Linked DNA regions of Aedes aegypti: region 2 is linked to region 1. Evidence: chromatin contacts called from public Hi-C data. All regions are on one chromosome and are shown on one strand. The core of a region is the stretch at or near the end of the contact, and the rest is flanking DNA. Distances in the headings are between cores, read along the strand shown.

Region 1 (3,832 bases), core at 747-3,246:
GTTTGGCACGATCATATAATATTACAGGTCATCCAACTTATTTTGAAATTGCATCTCCAAAGATCTAAAAGTTCAACAACAGTTTTTTTAACATTAAACCTTCCATAACTTCTGTTGGAGCAAAACTTTAGTTTGTAGGCATAATATAGTATGATATACGGTATTTTTGTGTTAAAAATTCGTCAATTACAGTGGGTACACTACTATGGGTCACCTAATATTGTGGGTCATTTTCATTAGAATTAAATGTGAAATAGAGTGACTAATAATCGTGACTAGGGGACCCATGATAGTGTGGGCAGTTTTCTTATTTCACCCTTAAGGACATTATAAAGCAAGGCCAGAAATGGCGTCTAACATGGCACCTATCGCACTTCCCCTCCTTTCCACCCCTCTTGCCATACATTTGGTTTGGACAAAAATATGCAAACTTGTGAATCGAAGTTTACGGTTCTTACCTTTAGATTGTGATGCGAAACTGCTATAGCTGGCACACATGGCTATATTCTACTCACTGAAACTAAATTTATTGCACAATTGTAGTCAGGAGACGTAGCTCGTGCATTTTTCAAACCATGTACATTTTCCGTTTCTTTCAGCTTCTTTCTCCATTCTTGTCGGCATCAATTTAGCAGCAAAGTTCTCACTGCATTTTTACGCATAATTTTAACGTAAAAATCAATACAAATGTAATCACTTCAACCGCGCACATCTAAATTTTCTATAACTTTGATTAAAATACCGAAAAAACCTTGCAAATCGCGTTGAACTGGCTTTATTTTTCCAATTCCAATTTCACTTTACGGAGAGTAAACACTCGCGACGGTGACTATAAGCAGTCATGTTGTGTGGTAGTATTAGTGACTTTTTCAGCAGTGGGGCCGGAATTGTTTCTAAATAATTTATACAAATCACACATTTTTTCCGTATTTCCGAGACTTTGTGCTTCAAAAATTAAAACAATGTGAAGAATGATTTTTTTCCATTTCAATATATAGGAATAAATCCGGATAAAAATCAAGTTTGAATAACTTTCAAATAATTGAGAACATTCAGTATGAGCTTACCGCAACACTGCCATTTAGCTAGCTAATCAAAACAAACTTTGACAGTTTGTTCTTATGGTGGTATCTGTAACATGATTCTTGTTCTAACAAATACAATCACTATATGGGAAAAAGTTTACTTTACCAACACTCATGCATTTTTTATGTGGCTTCCTTTTATAATGTCCTTAAAAATAAGTGAAGGAAGCAAAGAAAGATCTTAGTAGATAAATGTAAAGTTGCTCATTACTCAAAAAACTCTGGATTATGATTCAGGCTGTATTTCAATAAGTAAATTAGACTAGAACCTATCAGATAAACCACCTATTTGTTTTTCCTACATTCATTTGTGCAATCAATTAGTATAACCTACTGAATATAAGAATGCAATAAGAAATTAGCTTTTTCGCCTTCACATCAAAGAAAGCTTTAGGATTCACATTTGTTTTCTGGTAGTGGTGCTTGCCAGATGTAAACAAAGGCTGCCCATTCACCAATACAAACGTGACAAGATTTTCATCACATTTGGTGCCTCTGCTATATAGCCGACGACAGAAGACCCAACATGTGATGATGACGATAATGACACTGACAAGTGGTCGTATGCACCGCTGGACCATCCTGTGTGTTAGTTTCGACCTTTTTTCCAACCAACATATATTTGCGACGTGAATAGCGCATAAACTAATCATAGAGGCACCGTTAGGTGAGAAGCTGAATCAATGAAAAGTGCAGCTTGCGATGGTGAATGAACACATTCAAAGACGATGACGTAGATTCGGGCGGAAGAGTCGAAGTATAAGGCACATGATACACGCAATGTCGCCGCGCTAGACGTTTGGAGCTTAGGCCCTGCTAAATGTACGCCGACAGTCTAAAACCACCACACGGTGATTCATTATCGCGCATCGACATCACACGACAACTGCTCGGCTGACTGTTCCACGTCCACGTTTTTCCTTACGTTTTATAGTCTCTATACCGACAAACAGTGTCTCCGATGATGAGTCTTGTGTAATAAAGTTAGGGAATACCTACATACAGTCATAACGATTGCGCAAAAACTTCTCTGGTGTCGTACACCCGACCGATGGTGATGACTACTACCCCATGCCATGTGGTCGTTATGCTCTTCAGGCACGGTGCTCTCTTCTACTCTCCTCGATTTTCTTTTGCTCCTGAATTGAGTTTGTTTCTCCTAGCATTTTATTGCTAATGCGTAATGGTTATTTTTGAGAGAGTGCCACCTTTATCGAAAAGCAATTTACTGCACATTGTTGCTAGTATTGCGGGTTTTCCCAAATTGGGTAAAAATAACGAAAATTACATAGAATTTTATTCTATCAAACCTTTAATTATACTCTTTTACTGCATTGACACGCCAGACATAACTCATTTTTAAAACCTTGAGGGAAATGACTGCTTACAACTTTTTGATTCTAAAACCGTCTCAAGGAATTCTGAAGGAAACTTTTTTGCAAATAATGGAGAAATATCCCGCTCATTTCTTGGATAAATATCTCAATGAATTAGGAAAGAACTTTTTAACAGTTCTTTCATTAATACAGTATTGCAAAAACATTTGCAACTTTTTTGATTTTCCATACAAAATGAGCAACTTTGGTAAGCTGTATCTCAGTTATTTATAGACCGATTTAAATGAAATTTTGGCAGAACATCAGACATAACTTGAGTTTTAACATATATTTTTGAGAGATTATTTCAATCACAGGTTCAAAAGCAGTAACGGTTTGACTAAAGTGATTTTTTTTGACGATTTTTTATAAATGACATAACTAAACATTTTGAAGGAATAGCTTCATGGTATCTTGAGCAAAGTTGTAGATTTTAACGAGATAAACAAGCTTGCTCAGAACAGCTTTTGTGTAGGGCTGTCAGATTTTAAAATAAATAGTTTTGAATTTTTCGTCGAAATTTACACTTTAGTTAAACCGTTATAACTTATAAACTCGTGATTGGAAAAAAATAATCAAAAATATATGTTAAAATTCAAGTTATATCTGATGTTTTGTGAAAATTTCATTCAAATCGGTCCTTGAATAACTGAGATCTAGCTTGCCAAAGTTGGTCATTTTGTATGGAAAATCGATAAAGTTGCAAATGTTTTGTCCAATACTGGATATCGCTGGAACATATGAAACTCGATTCAACTCAGATTCTCCTTCGGAATTTCTGACCAAATTACGTTCGGATTCTGGGAATGCAGTCACCCCACAGTTATAAATCATCTAATGGTCATTTTCAGAATAAAATATGATTAAAAACCATGGTGATTCTGTACAGTACCAAATTATCTCTCTGGCACTGCAGAATAGAGTTGTTTACGAGAATACACCTCAAAATTCGCAAAGAATCCTTAATTGACTAATATTATGCATCAGAATACTATAACAGCAATTTATTTGCAAGGTAAACAAATTGTGTCTTAGTGAAAGCATACGTTTTGACGTTTCTTATGGAGTCGTCTTATCTTTGATTCATAACTGTGGTATGGGTTTAAATGCCCCACAGATATGAACCAACGCTTCTAGAAATAAATACCATCCAGCGATGAACGATTATCTTTCGCTCTAGAAGCAATTTCCTGTGATTTTTCGAAAACCCTGGTAAGGAACCAGAGAAAATCGTCACCGTCAAGATGCTCACCAGATTGTTAACCACTGCTAGTACTGCATTTGGTCCCTTGGTACTGCAAAAGGTACTCAAATAACAAGTTAGATTCTAACTGGTTTTATTCAATTTTATGATAGTTTTATCGTAGATTT
Region 2 (3,832 bases), core at 758-3,257, 41 kb before region 1:
CCAGCCCAGTCTTGTGTTTAGATTTATCAGCATCTTTGAAAAAAACTTCTCCGCTGATTGAGGTTTTTAAGGCGAAGTAGGCCGTCATTGAAATTTGTACGCGTCGTTGATGATTGTTGCAAATTCATCTCATGATTTCGAATCAAAGAAAATCAGTTAGTTTTGTACTGACACAGCTGAAAAAGTATCAGCATACTTTATGCATGTTAGCGCGTACTGTGATACTTTTTCAAGTCAATACTAACTATCAAGACTGAGTTTTATCACTTTTAAATGCAAGCTGAAAAGTCATCATTGTGGCCAAAACGAATGACGGGCTACTTAGCCTTAATAATAGTTTATTTTGAATACAATACTTTGGGCTCATTCATAAATTTCATAACGCTGAAGGTGGTGATTGGTTGTTTGTGGGTGGGTGGGTGTCAAAAACGATCATTTTTGGCGTTATGAAATTTGTGAATAAACTTTTTTCACTTTTTCAGCCAAAAACGACGGGCTGCATTTGACGTTTTGTGACAGCGGAATCTGGACTGTATATGACGTTGATATTTTTCCTCTTCGCGAGTCTCTTTCAGCTCACACCTAGCCAGTTCGCGAGTCTGTGATGTTTGTTATGGGTTAGTACCCTGCACCCCGCTAATTTGAACGTCGGGGTTCATTTTTAATTCGAACATCTAGTCACCCTAAAATCGTCTTTCTGGTTACCTCTTTCACTGTTATGTTTTAATTCTGCGTTCCGTTCCACAGCGTTTCATTTCACTTTATTCCGTTCCATGAGCTGAATGACGTTTGAACCATTTTTAATCTGAACGATGTGCGAATTAGCGGGGTACAAATTAAAAAGCGTTCAGATTAAATGTGATCAAACCAACGGGGGTACCCGGTATACACTCGTGAGCTGCTTCGTGATGCGAACTTTTCCACCACTGGGGGAGATGTTTCCTGGATTACATGGCTTGCTGACTTGATCGTGCAAAACAAACTTGCCAGTTGTCAACTATTTTCCAACATGGCGGAATTGGGTCCAAAAATTTTTAATGAAATCTTGTTTTTATTTAATAACACGAAAAAGCATGTTACTGTAACTACTTTAGCAATTTTTCCCGCTCAAATAATGGCTATATCATGTTTAAACTTTAATTTAAAAATTTGGTCCACAAATGAACCTTGACACTTTTGATCATGTTTGACGTTCGCTTAGTCGACAAAAACACCACAGGGGTTTTAGATCGACCACTGGGGTTGTTCCTATCTGACATTTCGTAAGGGACACGGAAAACAAAATACACCCAAAATTTGAGTTTAAGACAAAGGATGTGACAAAATCTAAAAAAAATATTTTTTGGGCTTAAACCAACGGAAAACATTAGAAAATTGAGTAAACATGTGTTTTTGGCCTAAACTTAAGCGTTTGGCACTAAAATTGGGACAGGGCTTTAGGACCCCATACTCTGATTGACGGATTGAACTACCTCCCTTCTAGATACCTTGCCCCGATCTTTTCCGTGCAGATATATTTTTTCATTCCTACCTAAGTTTTATGACCTTGACTTTATTGTGCCCGCTTCGTCAAAAGTTTTGCCCGCCTCGCCGTGCGAAACGGTTGACAGCTCTGTCACAAGCGCGACGCCATCGCTCTTTTAGAACAACTAGAGCCCTACCCCTCAATCGCTGAGCGAGCGAACACTGGAACGCTAAAAATCAGTCCAACAAAATTGAATCCATTCTGTGTGAGTTGTTGAATGTGAATAATTTGTTAGAAGGATTGCACGTTTATAGTGAGTCAGATTGGTTCAAAATTTGAAAATGTCGTTTTAAAACTTGAAAATGCCATTCACGTCCAAATAAAAGTTGTTTGCGATTATGTTTATGTGTTACAATGTTAGTTGAAATGTAGACCCCTAAGTTTGTAGCGAAAGTCTTCAGCGTGGCTCAAAGTGTTTCGACACTCTCTCTCGCAACTTCTCGCCTGGCTGTCCGTCTTCGTCGTCGTCGACCAACGTTAGTACTAAATTTTCCATTCATGGTGTTTTTGTTGTCTCTCAAACACGCAGGCGGCGGTATTTTGGCTCTCCTCGGGGTTTAATCCGACGAAGAAAATTATTGCGATCTTTTCGGTAGTGCGACAGTTTGAACGGGTGCAATTTCGTGCGGAAAGTGTTCTCCAGCGAGCGGTGCATCGTTTACGCGTGGAATTCAGGTAAGCGGCGGTCGCAAAAGTTGCACAAATTGCACGCGAAAAATGGACGGTGCTGCTCTGTGGGGACGACATACCGAAAAGCACAACGAGTTGCTGCTGCTTCTGCGAGGAGAAAAATTTTCTACGACGACGACGACGGCTACTTTGGCTGCTGCCTTCCTGCCATCATTGCCTCCTCCTTGTTCTTTCTTCCTCGCATCGCACATCGTCGCCGTTGTTCCGTCCATCCGAACTACATCACACAAAGTCTCGTGCTGTCAAAGTGTGCGTGCAATGTGGTGGAAGACAACGCACAGTGGGACAGAAGAGTGCGTTATGTGGACATTTTTTTTTGTTTTTAGTAAACTTTCAAGGGTTTTTCTCAATTTTGATAGAATTTGAAGTTTTATGACTAATCCTGTCGTTTCAAAAAATGCCCTGAAATTGTACGTGGTTAAATTTTCCGCCAATCTATTTACAGGGCTGGTATTGTTTGTTTTTTAGATACTTGTAGGCGAATTCTGATTACAAACCTAAAAGGGAGTTTTTTTATAGGGATTACTAGGGTAGGTGTACCAGTTATGGCCATAGTGGTTCCCTATTTCGCCATACGTAATAATCTGAATGTCTACACATTTTGAAAAGTTTTGTGTGTTTTACTAGTAAGATATAGGATATATCTTGATGTTGAAACATTCAAAAAGATTAAAAATGTGAAAGTCATCGAAATATCACATATGGTCAAATAGGGAACCACTATGGCCATAACTGGTACACTTTCCCTATTTAAATTTTCTAAAATACTATCACCAATTCCAGTCTTCCGCCTATTTTCCCAGTAGTTAATCTAACAGATTATTCAAAGACTTCAAACTTCCAAGAAAAAAGGTTTCTTCCAGAGTTATTGAAGAAATTCGTTGAGTTCGTCAACGGCATATCTAAGGAACTACTTCAAATTTCTTTCATTGATTGTTTTCGGAAATCTATTAAGAACTTTTCCAGAAAACTCGCATTTAATTCCACCAGAGGACGGGCCTGGTGTAGTGGTTAGAACACACGCTGAGGATCTGGGATCGAATCCTATCCCCGAGATAGTCACTTATGACACAAAGGTTATAGTGACGACTTCCTTCGGGAAGTAAAGCCGTTGGTCCCGAGATGAACTAGCCAGTGAATCAATTGTCACCCAACACGCAGCAACAAAGACATTGTCACCTCCTATTATTGTTGCAACAATTTTATTCCGCAACATGAGTTTATCATCACTTGAACAGAATATGACAAAGATCGATCACCACGTGCGCAGCGATTTTCTGGGCTTCGCATTGCAATTTTCGAGAATTTTCTCCGTCTTGGTAAACATTGACACATTATCAAACAGCATCCATGAAACAAATTTGGTTTTGTGTTTAAAATAACTGATTAATCGCGAGTTGAAAAGTTTGAAACAATGTTGCGTTCTGTAATTGTCATGACAATTTTGCTTTTGATTGTGTCTTTATCCGCAACAGTTGTGACAAACGGTTGTGAGCGAGCTTGCTTTGTTGTTTGTTTTTCGTCTATTTTGATGATAATTTGATTCACTGGAACTAGCCCAGGACTAAAAATCTCGTTATAAAGATAGAAAAAAAAAATTCACCGGGGATTCATCAT

The links. Hi-C and Micro-C count contacts between places; a contact is called where the count stands out from the background.
Region 2: a Hi-C map of whole pupa shows a contact between it and region 1, with 2.3 times the contacts expected there. The contact joins the promoter of LOC23687627 here to the enhancer-like site in region 1. A contact is called at or near these places in 2 of 2 Hi-C or Micro-C datasets (whole body and whole pupa).

Annotation. Positions count from the first base shown.
Region 1 is chr1:213,233,390-213,237,221 of AaegL5.0, reverse strand. All of the region lies in intron 1 of LOC23687627 (GIGYF family protein CG11148), which reads left to right. Among protein-coding and RNA genes, the nearest start is that of LOC5576289, 13 kb to the right of the region's middle. Within about 2 kb of position 1,996, at least 3 of the 3 cell types and tissues checked have open chromatin away from gene starts, as enhancers often do.
Region 2 is chr1:213,274,503-213,278,334 of AaegL5.0, reverse strand. It overlaps LOC23687627 (GIGYF family protein CG11148), which reads left to right and starts at 2,007. Exons shown (of 9, transcript XM_021857487.1): 1 at 2,007-2,200.